Linked DNA regions of Sus scrofa: all the other regions are linked to region 2. The links are chromatin contacts, called in public Hi-C, HiChIP or PLAC-seq and promoter capture Hi-C maps. All regions are on one chromosome and are shown on one strand. The core of a region is the stretch at or near the end of the contact, and the rest is flanking DNA. Distances in the headings are between cores, read along the strand shown.

Region 1 (4,302 bases), core at 135-2,634, 640 kb before region 2:
ATAAAGGAACGGAGTTACACGGAGCTGAAGTGACTTTCGGTTGCAGTTACCAACCAACACCGGGATTCGAATGGAATCCCAAGTCCGAGGTTTACAGTCTTCAGAGACAGAGATCTATTCCAGTCTGGGGATAAACAGGGATTTTACCTATGACCACAGAGCCTTGAAATCGTCCCCAGATGACGTTTTCCTCCTTCCGCACTCCCCGAAAGCTGGATGAAAACTCTGTGCAGTTCATAACTGAGATACTTAGAGACAAGACATCTAGAGCCTAAAGCGGCCCGTTGCCTCATTCTACCGTTAGGCCTCAAATGTGCGCGTCCCAAACATTCTAGAGCTGAACTTACTACAACGGCCCGAGTACAGAACTCCGTCCTTTGGCTTAATATTTATCTGATCTTGCTACCGTTCTGAGCACAAATGTTCAACCAACACTTGTTGATTGGCAGGTACATTAGGCTAGGTAGTCCGTGCCAGGTGATTTCTTTTTATAAGTATCACTGGCATCAACAAGCCATCGCGTTCTCAAAGACTTTTTAAAGAAGCTCAATTAACAAGGACTCCCATAACGATGCGTTAGTTAACATAAAAGCGGGCGGCATTCTAGCTTACTTCAAAGATAAATATACACGAACGACTACCTATGTTGTGGGAACAAGTCCCGGAGGAAACATTAATTCTTCCACCGCTGGACGCCGGTGTAATATTTAAAACGTGGATTTTTTTTTCAAGTAAACTTTTAAATGCACACGACAGTACCTTATCCTGCATTAATACTGCACAGCAAGTGAAGGAAGATCGGCTGACGAGTCAAGCCTATCCCTCTCAGCGGCAAAAACAAAAAACCCACTTTTGAAGTAAATAATTCCTCGTTTCTCTCACCTCCTCCCTCAAAGGCGGGCTAGGCCGCCGTCACGTGACCCGCCCCCAGCTCCGGGCGGAAGAGGCCGGCCGCTCGATGGGAAACGCGCGCGGAGGCGACGGGGCGGGCGCTCGCGCCCGGCTGCAAGATGGCCGCCGCCGCCGCCGCCGCCCGGCAGCCACCGCCCCGGAGGATACTACAAGGCCTGTAGCTTCCGCCCGTGCCCGTGGACCGCCGCCGCCTCCTTACCATGAAGCCAGTGAGTCGCCGCACCCTAGACCGGATTTATTCAGCGGTAGGCCCCGGGCCTGGCGGGGCCCCAAGGGCTCGACTCCTCCGGCCCGCGGGTGGAAGGCCCCGTATTTCTTCAGCGCCCAAAAACTCCAAAATCCATTCCTGAATTAAGCTTTTCACTCCCTCACCTCGACTCCGCCTCTTCCTGGAGGACACGCTCTTCCGCTTCTTACGTCAGGGCGGCTTGGTGTACTCGCCTCCGGAACCCCATTTATTCGTTTGTTATTAAAATTTGCACCTTGGCAACGTGCAGGGCTGTCTGATGGGGGCGGGGAGGAAATGCCACTCACGTGTTTTTGCTTTTACTCCTTTTCTTGCATTTTTCAGTTGCTCCTCGCGGTCGTACTACTCTCATGGGGATATGTCATCTATGCATCAACTGTAGCTGCGCGGCGACAGCTAAAGAAGGAACACCCAGACAAAATGTTCGGGACGAATGAACATTTGTAACGCCTCTGAATTTAATTCTATGTATATACAGTTCTTTACCTCATGCTTATCGGACTCGTCTTGATTCACAATAAAATCCTTAATACAAGTTTCCACTTTCATTTTGGTGTAGTCTTTTGTAATAACCGTTAATGTATTAATTTATCAAATATTTAGGGGTTTGTCTTTTATCATCTCATATAACAAAGAACCTGGATCTGACAGCCTTTCAAGCTAGTTTCTAAAACACTTTTGAAATGCCTCAAAAAGCCTTCTTTAAAACAATCTGTAGTTCCCATTGTGGCTCAGCGGTAACAAACCAGGCTAGTAGCCATAAGGATGCCGGTTCAATCCCTGGCCTCACTCCTTGGGTTAAGGATCTGGAGTTGCATGTGCTGTGTGGTGTAGGTGGTGGACGCAATTCAGATCTGGCATGGCCATGGCTGTAGCAATTAGACCCCTAGTCTGGGAATTTACATGTGTGTGTGGGGGGGGGCGGCCCTAAAAGGCAAAAAGAAAAAATTGAAAGTGTGTAAAATTTCTTATATTTATTGCATGATTTCATTATGTTGCATACCTTCACATAAGACTAGATTACATACTGTAAGAAAAAAACTATCATGTGACTAAATTTCCTACATCCTCTTTCCAAATCAAGAATGGCCAAAAAAGTGACTTGCTCAAATCATTTAACATGCCCAGTTTTTATTTATTAAATAATTCAAAGAGTCTCAAATTGTATAATGTTTGGGAAGAAAAAGACACATATCTGAGAGTAAACTTTATTAAAGTTACTTTTCCAGAAAATATATTCAGTAAGTGTGGTAATATAGCTCATATGCCTTTGAAATTTTAAAGTTATCTTCAGTGATGTTGATCAGGAAATTCTTTCATTAGTGGGATTACTTCTCCAGTTTCCAGGATTGTATCACCCTAGAAAAACAAAGATGCATTAGTGAAAAATCTTGTCTTCAGAGGTGATAGTTCCACCATGTGGATAGACCTTGTGGAAAATCTAGTTCAGCTCTGTCATTCACACTTTAAAAGGGACAAAAGCAAAATAGATGCTGTCTGAAGATAAGCAACCAGTATTCAAAGTCTTAAGGTGTAAGTGAAAGAAGAGGGGAAGTTTCACTCAAGCAAAATGACCAGAAAGAACAAGAAAGTTGACTTTACAAAGTGATAAAGAGATAATCTTTATTTTGCTTAGCCCCAAGAAATAGGAGAATCCCTTGAAAGAAGTTGCAGGGAAACATCTTCACTTCAATAATAAGGAGGTAATGTGTTCCCAGAAACTGAATGTGTTAGGCCATCACCAGTTTACTGTTTGGCTCAGGTGTTGCAGAATGCACACTTTCCCTGGGCAGCTTACAATCACCCCAACAAGAGACACCTCGGTAATGCAGGTGGGTTGTTAAGTGGATTTTAAAAAGAGGTGCCAAAAGAAGAATCATTTATTTTTTTTATTTTTTTTTATTTTTTATTTTTTATTTTTATTTTTTTTGTTGTTGTTGTTGCTATTTCTTGGGCCGCTCCCGCGGCATATGGAGGTTCCCAGTCTAGGGGTTGAATCGGAGCTGTAGCCACCGGCCTACGCCAGAGCCACAGCAACTCGGGATCCGAGCCGCGTCTGCAACCTACACCACAGCTCACGGCAACGCCGGATCGTTAACCCACTGAGCAAGGGCAGGGACCGAACCCGCAACCTCATGGTTCCTAGTCGGATTCGTTAACCACTGCGCCACGACGGGAACTCCAGAAGAATCATTTTATTTTCCAAAGACAGTAGCTGCACCTTTGTGCTTTGTTTTTGTTCTCTTCCATCACTTTTTTGTCGTCTTAGCTGGTTCAGGTGTCTTTCCAAACATAGATATAGTGTGTTTGGCAGAATGGGCACAGACTTTAAAGCCAGAGCCAAGTAGTGAGAATCCTGGAACCCTCCACTGACAAATTGTATAATTTAAGCAGAGTACTTAGGTTGAATTTCAGCTCTGTTAAGACAGCAGATTCTGTCAGCTTGATAGTCCATGACTTGACTGAGGAGAACTGTTCCCAACCTGGTACTGCTCAGGATTGTAAATTTGTATTATGTTTAAGCCAAAATACATTTTGGGGAAAACTTGTTACCACGGCTAGCATTACCCTAACACAGAAATTAGTAACAAAGTGGTACTAATGCTGTGTAATAAAAACTGAGCCATATGGCACTGGCTTAGCAGCCTGGCAGCAAAAACACTGGCATTGGAAGCTGAAAGATGGAAATAAAACGTGCTATTAACTTAGAAGCAGACTGTCTAATGAACTTGAGACCTCAGGAGAACTAGCTGAAAAAAAGTTACACTATGTGTGTAACTACCATGGCTGCCTTAGGAATGTACTTTAAGAAACAAATTCATGGATCACCATGCTGTACAGTAGAAAACTGACAGAACACTGTAAACCAGCTATAATGGAAAAAAATAAAAATCATTATATATTAAAAAAAAAAAAGCTCAGGCGTAAGTAGCTGATTTGAGAGGAGAAATAAAAATAAGAATCTAAAAATTGAAGACCTTAGCAATATTATAAAATCAGACTGATCTGTCTCTGAATCTCTAAACAGTAACAGCTAAAGCTGAAAAGATTCTGAGAAAGAGAAGCCCAATAAAACTATGGCAAAGATCAAAAGTAAAGGTAGTAGCCTTTGAATCAGAGTCTGTTTCAGGTGGCCTCCATAT
Region 2 (3,961 bases), core at 317-2,816:
TTTTTGTTTCCTTATTATAGTAACTAACAGTATCAGTGATAATCAGCTAATATTTTAAGCACTTAACATTCATAAGCAGCTGACTAGACTCATTTTATGCAATCTTAATCATCAGAACAACCCCATGAAATAGGTCCTATTATTCCCCATTTCACAGCTAGATAAGCAAACTGAGTTCAGTCCAGTTAAGACCTGTCTAATGAGACCAAACTCTAGAGTCAGTACTTGACCTCAGATCTGTCTAATTCCAGATCTGTGCTTTTCTTCACAAGCCATCTCTCTCCTGTGGCCTTTCTGTCCTCTACTCTGTGTTGTACTAGTCAGGAACTATGTCTCCTTTGCTGTAATGTTTCTTCTTCAGCTTTCTCCCACTGGGCACCTGGTCACATACATGGCTGGTGCCCAATAAACAGACAAATGAGTGAATAAACTGAAACAGCAGAAAACTTCTTTTTGGAAGATTCCTTTCTGGGTATGTGGACAGTAAGGAGGTAGCCTGTGTCCAGCTCATTATGCCAACACTTAAGTCTGCTCGACAGCCGCATGAAGTCAGCAGGACAGGTGTTACTAATTCTACTTCACATAGAAGAAAGAGCTGCCTAGAAAGGAGCTATTCCAAGGTCACTCAAACCTGCAGAATTTAGAATCCTGGTCTACAGATTCTGAAGCCTTGAGGTCTCTACCAGTTGGTCCTGAAGAAACCCCATGAACTCAGCTCTCTAGAGAACTATCTTGTCTAGCTCTGTGTCAACTCCAACAGTAAGCAGACCCAAAGGGTGCCCAGAGTGTATGCCTGAACCCAACGAACTCAAACAGTAGATAGGAGTTACACATAGCAATCAGAAGCAACATGGCCAAATTCAAGCCTGGCATAAAGACCAACAACTACGCAGGCCCACACTTGTAACACACATAAGGACCACAACCCACGACGTGAAGCACTGACATCGTGGATCTTAAAAACGCTCTGAGATAAAATACACCAGCCACATGGAAAGGTGTGCCGAAACAAGACCCGTACAAAAGCCGGCCCCATGGCCAGACAAGATCCCATGCGTCCCGACACCAAACACAAGGACACACACTTCGAGAGGGCACATAGCCTAACCCACAGACCCCGACGGACTCTCGTAGCCCGGGATCAAGCCCACCGCAGCCCGCGCTCACTGTGGGTGACGGTCACGCTGAGCCCTGCTGCCGCCATTTCCTCGCTCCGGGCCACCTCTTCACTCAGGGCCGCCTCTTCGCTTCGGACCACCTCTTCGCTCCGGGACACCTCTTCGTTCCGGGTCACCTCTTCGCTCCCGGCCGAGCGAGGCCGCGCTTTCTTCTTCATCCGCGGCCTGCGAGAGCAGGCGGCGGCACCTCTGGTGGATCCCGCATGCCCTCTGGTCACACTCCGGACAGCTGATCGCTCGGAGGGAGGCGAACCGCGTTCGGCTGGGGGCACCGACTGACGCGGCTCCCGGCCCGGCCGAGGGGCGCGCCGCCGGGGGCCCAGCCGCTCCCGGTCGCCTCGCGGTCTCCGAGCGCCGCCGCTCTCCGCCAGACCCGCGTTTGTTGTCCTCCCAGCGGTGGGAACCTAGCTTGGCGTCCTGCCACCCCGCGGGTCCCCTTCCCCGCCTCGCCCGGGCCCGCCGGCCCCGCCCCTCAGAGCAGCCCAGCTGGCTTCTGCGGGCTCTGTTCCGAGGAAGCCGCCCCCAGGCCCCACCCACTCAGCGAGGCTCCGCCTGGCTCCTCTGGGGCCACGCCCACGACCGCCATTGAAGCCACGCCCCCTGCTGAATGTGCGTCCCTCACCTCTTACCTCCAGCCGCTCTCCTTCCCCGGAAGGCCCAGTTGAAGATCCGGAAAAAGGATCGGGAAACGCCAATAGGCACATTGCGCTTGCGCCAGGGTCCGGAAGTCAAGTCGGAGGCGGAGGTGACTCTGCTTCCGTTTCTGGTTTTGCTCCAGTGTTTAGGTTCTCTTTGCGGCTGTTCAAGATGAACCGATTCTTCGGGAAAGCGAAACCCAAGGCTCCGCCGCCCAGCTTGACCGACTGCATTGGCACGGTGGGCACTTTACCACACATAACTAGGCTCAGGGACTCTGACACTTCGACCCCGCCCACCCAAGGCTTCTACTCCTCCACTCCATTCCGGGGCCCGGGCTCATTACACCTCAGCTCTCGCCACCCCACTTTGGTTCTTGTTACCCAGGTCATTCGTGACGCCACAAATCAGGGACCCCCTAAGCCATCGCTGTCTCGCCCTACTCGTGCCCCACCCCTTCTGAAGCCCGCGTCCACTCACTCTTTATCCCCTCACTGGTTCACACACTCTTCCCACCTCGTCCAGTCGACCCCTAATTCCTCTACCATCGCTCATCCCTCTCTCACGTCCCCATCCTCGGTTTGATATCCTACCTCAACATTCTGAATCTCAGTAACACAAAATTCAGAACCCTGGCCTCTTATGTTAAGCCACCACTTTCTATTGAAGCAAATAGATCTACAGCCATAGCCTGGATCCACTGGGCACTGGCCTATTTCCTGATTGAGCCCCCAGCTGGACTAGTCTCTGATTCTAGAGAAATCTCAACTCAGACGAGGGGTTCTCAAATTATTTTTCTGCTCAAATACACTTGAGGGCAACTCTGGAATATTACAATCTGGGGTATAGTTTATAAAAGCCCCACCAGTGTTTCTGACCGGGTATCTTCCTCCCCACCATTAGAAATATCTGTTTTCACCTTTCACTTTATGCTCTTATTTTTCCTTTTTTTAATTCCTCTTTATTCACTCCTCTCCTGCCACTTTTCATGTAAATGTATTGCCATAACTACCACTGCCTTTGATATTTTTTTTTCCCTCAAGGTGGACAGCAGGGCAGAATCCATTGACAAGAAGATTTCTCGCCTGGATGCTGAGCTAGTGAAGTATAAGGATCAGATCAAAAAGATGAGAGAGGGTCCTGCAAAGGTAAGGTAGGCAGCACCTGCAGAAGGTGCTGTGACAGCCTAACTCAAGTACCAGTGGAAGTAGGGCCTGGTGATAGGGGCTGGTGAGAGGTACAGAAGACACGTTCACAGTCTAGTAAGGGGAAAACACATGTGAGGAGGAGGAGGAGAGTTTGTAGCAAAATATGAGAGGAAGGCTGTAGTTTGAACTGGTGGAGAAAAGATGCTGATCACATGTCCAGAAGCATGTACATGGGAATTAGGGCCTTCTACTGAGAAAGGGGAAATCTGGAGAGGCAGGACCTGCTCAGGAATAATGAGTTGCCAGGCTGGTCAGGTTAGATAAGTATAATAGAGTGGTTAAGGAGTGGCATGTTGGGGAAAAGTACTAGTATTCTCTGAATAATACCATCACTACCTACTAGCTGTGACCTTGATGAAGTTACTTAATTTCTTATTTTTCTCTTCTGTTAGTAGAAACAGAGTACTGTTAAGTTCATGGACTGTGAATGTAGAACTGCCTTCTTTTTTCCCATCCCTGTAACTTATTAGGCATCTGAACTAGAGCAAGATGCTTAGCATCACTGATCCTCAGTTTTCCCTTCTGTGAAATGGGAATGATATCTACTTTATAGTGTGAGGATTAAATGAGGTAATTCATGTGACCTATATAATACTGTGTGTAAATGTTAGGGATTATTATAATCTGTGAAGTAATATTATCTACTTTTCCTTCTTCATTGGAGAAGACAAATAAAATGATTTATGAAAAAGTATAGAAAAGGAAGTGACAAGAGGATTTTCTCTGCCATCTTAGTTGGATGGCATGGAATGAAGAGTGACCAGAGGCAGGAAAGCTCACCTAGACTTGAGGAAATGAAAGCCTAAACCATGGTGGTAGTCATGAGAATGACATGAGAGGAATCAATATGAAAGCAAGTTCTGAAAATCTAACAAGATGACAGTGCATGAAGAGACAAGTGGTAAGGTCAATATAACGGTTCTCAACCTAGAGAACTGA
Region 3 (4,399 bases), core at 783-3,282, 550 kb after region 2:
AGGACTAAGAGACACTTAACCCATCCCAGACACTTACCGTGTTGCATTTTGTGCCACACACCACTTGCCTATGATTTAGCCACTGAGATGCAAACACTTTATTGAGGGTCCCAAGGTGAAACTCTCTTTCCTTCAGGAGACTGGGAAGTTGCTGTGCTGCATAACCATGCAACACTCGAGAGTAGTTGGTTTCATTCTGTAGCCTGACTTCTCGGTTCTTCAGGTAGTACACTAAGGATCTCTTCACTGGGGGGAGTCTTTTCCTTTTGTGCAGTGAATGATCCCAGCCAAACTGTGGAAAGCAAAATTAAAAATCAAGGCTTTTGCTACCTTTGTCAGATGGAGAGATCCTACTGTATTAAGGAACTCAACAAAAATTCTTTCTGCAGGATTTACATACAACAGAAACACAATACTAGGAGTTCCCATTGTGGTGCAGTGGTTAATGAATCCGACTAGGAACTATGAGGTTTCGGGTTCAATACCTGGCCTTGCTCAGTGGGTTAACGATCTGGCGTTGCTGTGGCTCTGGTGTAGGCTGGCTACAGCTCCGATTCGGCCCCTAGCCTGGGAACCTCCATATGCCACGGGAGCAGCCCAAGAAATGGCAAAAAAAAAAAAGACCAAAAAAAAAAAAATACAATACAAAACAAAAGACAGCAAAGTCAATCTAAAGTCCAGTTTAACTCTCCCAACATTGAAAAGATGCTGCTCATAGTCAAACCTACCTACAGGAAACAAGGGCTGAAAGACAAGGACATGAAAGCAGAAAAAAGGACAAAAGAAAACTAAGTCTTCTTAGAAGTGAAGGATTCAGGTATCTAAAAGTACCTGAGTACTTTTGATAGGGGAGGGAATAAAGGGCAGAGACAGACCTGGACTACATCTCTAATGGCCCCCTTCTCTGTCTCGGCCTGCACTCCCTGCAGAGCATAGAAGGTGCAGCCCAAGGAGCCTGACTAGGATCCCAGGTCTTTCAGGCAATGGCCACCTTCCTGTCACCAGGTCCATGCTCCAGACAGTTGAAAAATTTGAAAAATTAAACACCAAAGGGGTGGCAGGCATGGGAAATCTGAGTCTGAATACCACCACCAAGGTCTTCCCTGCCAAAGAGAGCTGGATAGGAGTGATACCTGAAAACTGCTGTCTCTCCTAGGCGTCCAAGTACCAAAAGACCCAGCTCAGGGCTTGAGGATCCTTAGGGAGGCTCATTCCTATATGAGATACGCAATCATCTCCGCTTCCCCCGGCCACTGGAAGGGGGGCTTAACTTTCCCTTCACGTATTTGTGGGAGGTTTTGTTCCCTTCCTTCGATTCCTTTTGATCCCCTTCCTTTAAACCCAGATTGCTTCTCCCCAAACCCCACTCCCGGCTGCAGGCCTCCCTGGAATATACCTCATTCTCATGTTCCCCTTTAGCTCCTCAGCCCTGCGGTCTTTCTGCTTTCCAGTGAACTCCTAAGGGCCCATCCCTGATTCTACAGACCGAGGTTCTGCTCTTCCCCTCCACCTCCAGCTCCCCCCCTCCAAACCCCCGACTATAGATCTTGGACCCCGTTAAGGTTTCCTCATCTGCGAACCCTATTCCCTAGGTGTCTCGGTCTAATCACCCGGCTCCCACTTCTCAGCCCTCACCTGTGGGCCCTGAGCGTCGCTCCCAGCTCCCGGCGAGGCGGGCGCTTTCCGCTTCCTGCTAACTGCTTTCCGGGCCATAGTGGGCAGCGCCGCGGCGGCCCCGCAGCCACATGGGGCGGGGGAAGCGTGGGGGAGCAAGAAGGCGGGTCATATACTGGGCCCCGGGGCCGCGCACCTTAGCGCGCTCGGCCCGGAAAATGACCCGGACCCCGGGCGGCAGTAGAAAATAAGGAAGGTAAGCAGAAGGGAAGGAGGGAAGGAGGACTGGGGCCGGGAAAGGGAAGGGAAAGGGGAAGGGGAGGCAGGAACCCGAAGCTTTACGACGACGGAGTCTGGAAAGGACGGCGAGCGGCTGGAACCAAAACACCCCTCCCCTTCGCCCGCGCTCCGTCACCCTCGCGCAGCCGCACTTGGCAGCACGTCGTCTAGGAGACGCGGTCGGGACTAGGGGGCGGGGTTTGGGGTTCGCAGTAGAGTTTGTGGCTGTTGCTTAACCCCACCCTCCCCGCCCCCCGCGCCGCGCTCCGGACATTTTTCAACCGCCGTCTGACGACCGCTGGAGATGTGCGACTTGCGGGTAAAGGAATTTAGGTTCTACCCGCCGACTTCACCGCCCTGCGCGCCCGCTTGCCCAGCGCAGGCACCTCGCTCGGAGAAGGAATCCCTCCTAACACGCCTTTACCCCGCAGTCGCTTCTGGTTATCTCCTTTTGAAGGCTGCACGTTTCCCCGAACTCTATTAAACCGAGCCCTGGCTCCAAGGATTGGACACTTCGGGAAGAGGCATAACTACCCTCTCCCGCCACACCCACTCTCGACCCCGCAAGGTGGAGTCCGGCTCGAAATCCACAGCAGTTTGTTCAGACTTTCACACTGTAGAGAACTTGTCCGGCCCTGCCCGGGTTCCCCCACCAACACCATCCCAGGGGCCTCTGGCTGCCCTCTCCCCAACTCCTGGGGTGCTCTTGGGCTTCATTTTCCACCCGGTCTTCTCCCTCCCTCGGCTGCCCCCCCCCCCCCCCCCCGTCGCTGTACTAACCGCAACAGCCTTCCAGTCACCTCTCCCTTAGCTGCTGCGTGGGACCTCACTGCCCTTTAGCGTCCCACTACCTCCTGGCCGCACTGTCTTTTGTGCTCTACGAAATAGGCCTCCCTCCGTGATTTATATTTCTTAGTCTCCCATGCAGTTCTAAGCTAAGGACTGGAACAGAGGTCTGTCTGCCACTCCCTGCTTCTCTCTTGGGGCCCAAGTTGCGTCTCCATCAGGGCAGATTGGGTGAAATTCTAAACCACCGAGAAGAGTGGCGTTTGACCTGTCAGTATAGTTAAAGCTGGCATTGGTCACCGGACAAGCGCTCTTCCTTCAGAATCACCCTTGCCTCCGTTTTCAGAAGATTGTGTAGGGATTTGAGTGCCAGCCCCCACTTTGCTCAGATAAAGAAATCCTTTGAGGAAGCAGGAAGCTCTTGCTTGGCTTGGGGCTGACTGGCCTCAGGCTTTAGTGCCCAGTTACCTGCTCATCCATCCCTTCAGGCTTCAGGCCTCATACCTGCAGGGAGCTCTGTTGGCCCATCTGAAGTTCTGCCTACAAGGAGATTTGGATTTGTTTTCCAAGCCGAACCAAAAACCAGATTGAGACAGTGTCTTCCGCCATCCCAAGTCAGCACTGCAGCTAATCCCTAATGCCACCTCGGGAAAGGCAGCCCCATCTTACTTAGTCAGGACTATCTCTTCAGAGACATACACCCAAGTGGGTCAGCAGTGGGTCAGCTTTCCTTTTTTGAGCCAGTTGTTCCAGTTCTGTCTTGCCTCACAATGCTCTGGATGACCCAGGAGCCCATTGGCCAAGAGTCTGGAATTCCTTTGAGAATCTCTAAGCTAATGCTTGGCTGCATTTGAATCTTGGTCTCTGTTCATGTCAGAGGTCTTAGGCTTATCCTCAAGCTTGGTGCACTTCATTTTGACATCCCAGGAACTATCCCTGAATGCAGAGCTCACCATTTCTGTGGGAACAAAATAGAATGAAGATTTATTTGGAAGTTTAAAAGTTTATAATTGCTTTTAAAAGACTGATAATACCAAGAATTGGTGAGAAAGTAGAATGATTAGAACTCTCGAGTGGGTGTGTAAATTGGCACAAACAATTTGGAAAAAATCTGTGGCAGTACCTACCAAAGCTAAATACATGTACCCTATCATCAAGCAGCTCTACTTTGTTTTTTTGTTTTGTTTTGTTTTGTTTTGCGATTTCTTGGGCTGCTCCCACAGCATATGGAGGTTCCCAGGCTAGGGGTCAAATCGGAGCTGTAGCCGCCGGCCTACACCAGAGCCACAGCAATGTGGAATCCGAGCCGCATCTGCGACCCACACCACAGCTCACAGCAACGCCGGATCCTTAACCCACTGAGCAAGGCCAGGAATCAAACCCACAACCTCATGGTTCCTAGTCGGATTCGTTAACCACTGAGCCATGATGGGAACTCCAAGCGGCTCTACTTTGTAAACCCAAAAGAAATGAATGTTTATGTCCACCAAAAGTCATTTACAAGAATATTCATAGCAACTTTATTCAAAGTAGGCCTAAATTGGAAATAGTTCAAATGGCAATCAATATTAAAAAAGATAAACTCAGGATTTCCATGAATTTATCAGGCTCGATAATTTACTATAATGGCTCGCTGAACTTGGAAATAAAAACTATTACTGGTTTATTATAAAAGATATTGTAAAGGACACACATAAACAGCTAGATGAAAAGTTTCATA
Region 4 (4,473 bases), core at 1,365-3,864, 770 kb before region 2:
AGGACTGCAGCAGGGACCTCTGTGCTATCAGGGAGACGCAGCCCTGAAAATAATTACAAATTCTAGACCATATGGTAACAGATCAGTGTTCCCTCCTAAGACATTTAAGATCCTCTTCTTTTCTGCAAAGAATGAATAACATATAACCTCACAATAGCCAATGTTCATATAAATAAAATTTTATTTGGTTGCATAGAATGTAAAGCACAAGCTCTGGAATTAGATCAGCCTTTGCTCAAACCCCGGCAACACCACTTACAAGTTATATGACCTGAAGCAGGTCATATAATCATTCTGAATCTCAGTTTCCTCATCTGCAAAGTGGCAACAATGTCACAAGTCTCCAAGGGCTCTTGTAAGGATTCAATGGGACATTTAATCACATTTGGTTTGTATTAGTAGCTATGTTGAGGGGATTGGTGCTTAATTGTAAAGCAGATGGCCAGGGGATCCTGGTTTCCTGCGAAGGCAGCTCAGGAATTAAGGCACTCAGTAAGAAAGAGGGCATAAAAATTAAGACTATGACTGGCATGGAAAGGGGTGGCAGTTGGATATTTGTGGGAGGCTAAGATGAGCCCAAGAACTGCCTTTCCTTGTTATGAATGTAGCTTTTTCTTTTTTTTCCTTTTTAGGGCCACACTCATTCCCAGGCTGGGGGTCGAATAGGAGCTACAGCTGCCTACACCTAGATCCAAGTGGTATATGCAACCTATACCACAGCTCAAGGCAGCAACGCCAGATCCTTAGTCCACTGAACGAGGCCAGGGATTGAACGCAAGTCCTCATGGACACTGTTTGGGTTCATGACCCAGTAAGCTACAATGGGAACTCCTCAGGTTGGAGTTTGTTCAATGAAAGTGAATGAAAGGACTTTAGAAAGTGGGTGAGAAAAAAGTCTTCTCCCATACTGGAAATAAAAGGGATATGTCCTCTTTCAAAATTAAAGATAACCTTTTATATTTAAATATAAAATTTAAGTAGGGGACAGCTATAGCCTACCGTGCAGCATGATGAAATGGGGCTTAAGAGTCAGAAATCCCTGGGGACTGAATCCCAGCTAAGGAACATTTCATGTCTGCAAAACAAGGTCATATTTCTCCCTTTATGGGGCAATTGGAAGAAATGAACTGAATAACATATGCATCACAGGGCCCTGGCAGAGTAAGTACATGGTAACTGGTAGCAGCCGGAATCAGTATTAGTTATTATTTATTCATCCTTTTATTCAGAAACTCAAGACAGAAAACTATAATCACTCTCTATATAAACTGGGCAAGAATATCTCACCTTTCATCTAGAAAGACCTAATCATCCACCTTTGCCTGAGCAGGCGCAACTCCAAGCAACATATCAAAGCCGGTGCAGACAAAAAAACCCACTCAGTGTCAACTCGGCCATGTCTCTGACTTCTGAGAAGTGAACAGCCTGCATTAGGAAGTGTTGTTACACATTAAAAAATAAATAAATAAAATAAAAAAATTAACGTTTAAACTCTGCATTCGTAATCATGGAAACTTTGAAGTCCCCGCAAGTCATTCAGCGTGCTTTGCAAGTCATTAAAGACAGGGGTGGGGGTGGGGGCAAAAGGAAAGAGAGGGGAGGTGACCGCAGGTACCAGGGCGCCAGATAATGAAGCCTCCACCGAGACGGCCAAATCATTTTAAAATGCAGCATTTCTTCCCCGCGCCTTGGGCTTACTTTCTAGCGAGCCGGGCAGTCACACTCCACTCCCCATAGAGAGCGTGTCCCAGGCCCTGGGCCCGCGGAGGAGGATCCTGGCCGGAGACAGCTTCCGGCCAGCGACCTCTAGCCACCCTCCCTCCGGCGTGCGGGGGCGAGGTCTCCCGCAGCCTACAGGCCCCGCCCCACCCCGCCCCTCGGGCCTCGGGTCCTAGTCGGGCACCGGCCACCCCACCATCGCCCCGCCCCGGCTCCGCCCCTCGGCCGGTGGCCCGAGGGCGACAGAGGGAGGCGCTCGGAGGCAGCGGCTGGAACCAAGCAGCGCACTGGAGCGCCCCGCAGCCTGGTGCCGGGCCGCCCGTCAGACCCTGCCGTGCAGTACCGGTGAGTACTACGCGGCCCGACTGACGTCCCCAGGCCAGAGCGCTGCCCGCTCCGGCCCAGGCGGGGTGGGTGCGAGCCCGCGGCACCCGGGCACCTTCCCGGCGCCCGGCTGCAGCGCACAAGGTGGCCCGGGGCGAGGATCCGGGGAAGGCCGAGGGGAGAATCGGGGACTAGTTCCTGGGGACTGACCCCTCGCCCTGTCCCCAGATTGTGCCGCGCGGAGGACAGGGAAATGGCTCCCCTCAGCCTTATTTGCCTGGACTGTTCGGGCCGCCGGAAGAATCCACGTTGAGACAGTTCGGGCTGATCTGGGAAGTCCTAACCCCAAAGAGGGTGTGCGCCTCTCACGGAGCTGCGGGTGGCCAGATAGGGAAATCCGCACTGAGGAGGGCACAGATGGGGAGTCCACACTAACTGCTGAAATGAAAATGGAGGGGGAAGAGACCCTCGTGGAAGGGGTGGGCACAGAGCCCGTCCTATTGGATTCAGAGATCCAGGAAGGAGCACAGGCAGCCTTTCCTAATTCAGCCAGCACTTTAGAATGGCCCATCCTCCCTCCCTGCCACACTTAGAACCCTCCTCAGGGGGTGGTGTGAGGAGGTAGGGTGAGGGTGTTCCCGGGTGGGGGTAGGGAGTCTGGACAGCCTCTAGGATAGCCGTTCTCAAACTTTGGGGGAAGGAGTCAAAAACCCCTTTACTTAGGACTTTGGTTTATGTGGGTTATATGTATATGTACCATACATAACTAAAACAGAAATGTTTATTTAGAAATTCAGTTAAAAATAATAATGGATGTATTATATGTTGATATATTTTCATGAAAATAACCATTCTTTTCAAAACGGAATCTTAATGGGAAGAGTGGCATTGTATTGTATTTTTGCAAATCTCTTTAATGTCAGGTGTAATAGACAGCAGCTAGATTCCTACATCTGCTTCTGCATTCAGACTGTTGCACTATTACATGTGATGTAGCCTCTGGAAAACTGCACTGTAGACTCCTGAAAATGTGAGAGCGAGGATAGCAAATAGCATCTTGGTATTATAATGAAATGGTTTTGACCACGTGGCTCTCTTGGGTCCCCAGTACCACACTTTGAGAACCACTGGTCTAAGGAAATGCTTCAGAGGCTTTAGTCACTTCACCGGGCTTTAGACCCGCTTATTTGTGATCTTTCTCTGAATGGGAACACACACCACCCCCTGTGTGGACAGTGTTAACCTCTGGTAGGTTCAGCCAAGCCTGACCTCACTCTGGAAACCGGCAGGGCTCTCAGATGCCTCTGGCTGCCTGCAGAGCTGAGCCGTGCGTGTCCAGATTGTGGCAGTCATGTGGCACACAGGACCTGTGCCTTCAGAGACCTGCCGATGGGGAGCCGGGGCCAAGTGTGGAGGAGTTTGTGCAAGTTGAGAAGTTCATTTCCAAAAGAACAGGGAGGCATGTTTTTGCCTTCCTTTCCTCCATGTTCATTTCTGTGAGTGGCTGTGTGGCCTGGAGTTTATTGGAATATGATCCCCCCAATCTTGGGGCTCCTTCACTTTGCACTTTCAGAGCTATGTCCCTGTGAGTGGCCCTTTCCTAGCCCCTGCCAGAATCCAGTGTCTGTCCTGCCTGCTGGTGTGTGGTAGGTGTGATCCCTCACTGGATCATTTCCTTGGCTTCTTGTTCACACATATATGTAGCCTTATAAATATGTGGAAGACAGGCATACCAAACTATTAACAGTAGCCAGTTCCAGGCAGTGGTATCCAGAGTCCATGGAAGGAACCTGTTACTCTTTGTAATATCACATGTCTGCCTAGCTTGCAGCATTCGTGTATTGCTTTTACCACCTGAAAACAGAGAAAACAAAAACCTAAAATCCCAACAACCTATACTTTTTAAAGGATCATTTCTCTGGTAAGAATGTTCTCATCACTTCCTCTCTCCTGATAAAACAAATGACTTGAATTGTCCCATCACATTTCTGAACGGACGTATATGATACTAGTACATATTAACTCAAAATAATATGGAGAGAAAGAGCCCTCCCAGAGCAAAACAGTTTATTGAACAGTATTGTCTGCCATAAACCCCTGCCCAAGGTTAGAAGTACCAGAAAGGAGTATTCTTTAATGGATTATGATGCAGCCCTTAAACTGATGTTATAAAATGCTGCTCCATGAAATGTCATACAACACAGTGAAACTGAAAAACATGTTATCCAAGACTCTTTCCCTGTGTTCCTGTTGCTATGAGGAGAGAAAGTTTGTGCATGTACATACAGATCTGCACATGCGTGGACAGAGGCGAAAGCTGCGCCAAACGCTGAGTGATTTTTCTCTTGGTTGTGGGTTCAGTGTGTTTTTAGATGTTCTTCGCTTTGCTTATTAATACTTTCTAGTAAGTACTAAGCAAGCGTCACACTT

The links. Promoter capture Hi-C pulls out the DNA fragments that hold promoters and counts their contacts. Hi-C and Micro-C count contacts between places; a contact is called where the count stands out from the background. HiChIP or PLAC-seq counts read pairs in DNA pulled down with a chosen protein or histone mark.
Region 1: an H3K27ac HiChIP or PLAC-seq map of alveolar macrophages shows a contact between it and region 2. The contact joins the promoter of TOPORS here to the promoter of BAG1 in region 2. A contact is called at or near these places in 3 of 47 Hi-C or Micro-C datasets (heart right ventricle, liver and skeletal muscle) and 1 of 2 datasets of contacts at active chromatin or transcription factors (alveolar macrophages).
Region 3: a contact with region 2 is called in a promoter capture Hi-C map of fetal liver, with 2.3 times the contacts expected there. The contact joins the promoter of DCAF12 here to the promoter of BAG1 in region 2. A contact is called at or near these places in 1 of 5 promoter capture datasets (fetal liver) and 1 of 47 Hi-C or Micro-C datasets (heart right ventricle).
Region 4: a Hi-C map of heart right ventricle shows a contact between it and region 2, with 3 times the contacts expected there. The contact joins the promoter of LOC110255598 here to the promoter of BAG1 in region 2. A contact is called at or near these places in 1 of 47 Hi-C or Micro-C datasets (heart right ventricle) and 1 of 2 datasets of contacts at active chromatin or transcription factors (alveolar macrophages).

What each region holds. Positions count from the first base shown.
Region 1 is chr10:33,863,049-33,867,350 of Sscrofa11.1, reverse strand. TOPORS (E3 ubiquitin-protein ligase Topors) reads right to left here and starts at 1,384. Exons shown (of 3, transcript XM_013980194.2): 1 at 1,112-1,384. The coding sequence starts at 1,114. NDUFB6 (NADH:ubiquinone oxidoreductase subunit B6) reads right to left here. Exons shown (of 4, transcript NM_001044554.2): 4 at 2,359-2,518. The coding sequence ends at 2,450.
Region 2 is chr10:33,225,233-33,229,193 of Sscrofa11.1, reverse strand. It overlaps BAG1 (BCL2 associated athanogene 1), which reads right to left and starts at 1,566. Exons shown (of 7, transcript NM_001244791.1): 1 at 1,168-1,566. The coding sequence starts at 1,336. It overlaps CHMP5 (charged multivesicular body protein 5), which reads left to right and starts at 1,957. Exons shown (of 8, transcript NM_001244744.1): 1 at 1,957-2,054; 2 at 2,858-2,962. The coding sequence starts at 1,986.
Region 3 is chr10:32,671,615-32,676,013 of Sscrofa11.1, reverse strand. It overlaps DCAF12 (DDB1- and CUL4-associated factor 12), which reads right to left and starts at 2,032. Exons shown (of 9, transcript XM_021064687.1): 1 at 1,636-2,032; 2 at 38-292. The coding sequence starts at 1,713.
Region 4 is chr10:33,999,347-34,003,819 of Sscrofa11.1, reverse strand. It overlaps LOC110255598, which reads right to left and starts at 2,614. Exons shown (of 3, transcript XM_021064275.1): 1 at 2,254-2,614; 2 at 1,699-2,173. The coding sequence starts at 2,614. ACO1 (cytoplasmic aconitate hydratase) reads left to right here and starts at 1,925. Exons shown (of 21, transcript XM_003357729.3): 1 at 1,925-2,064.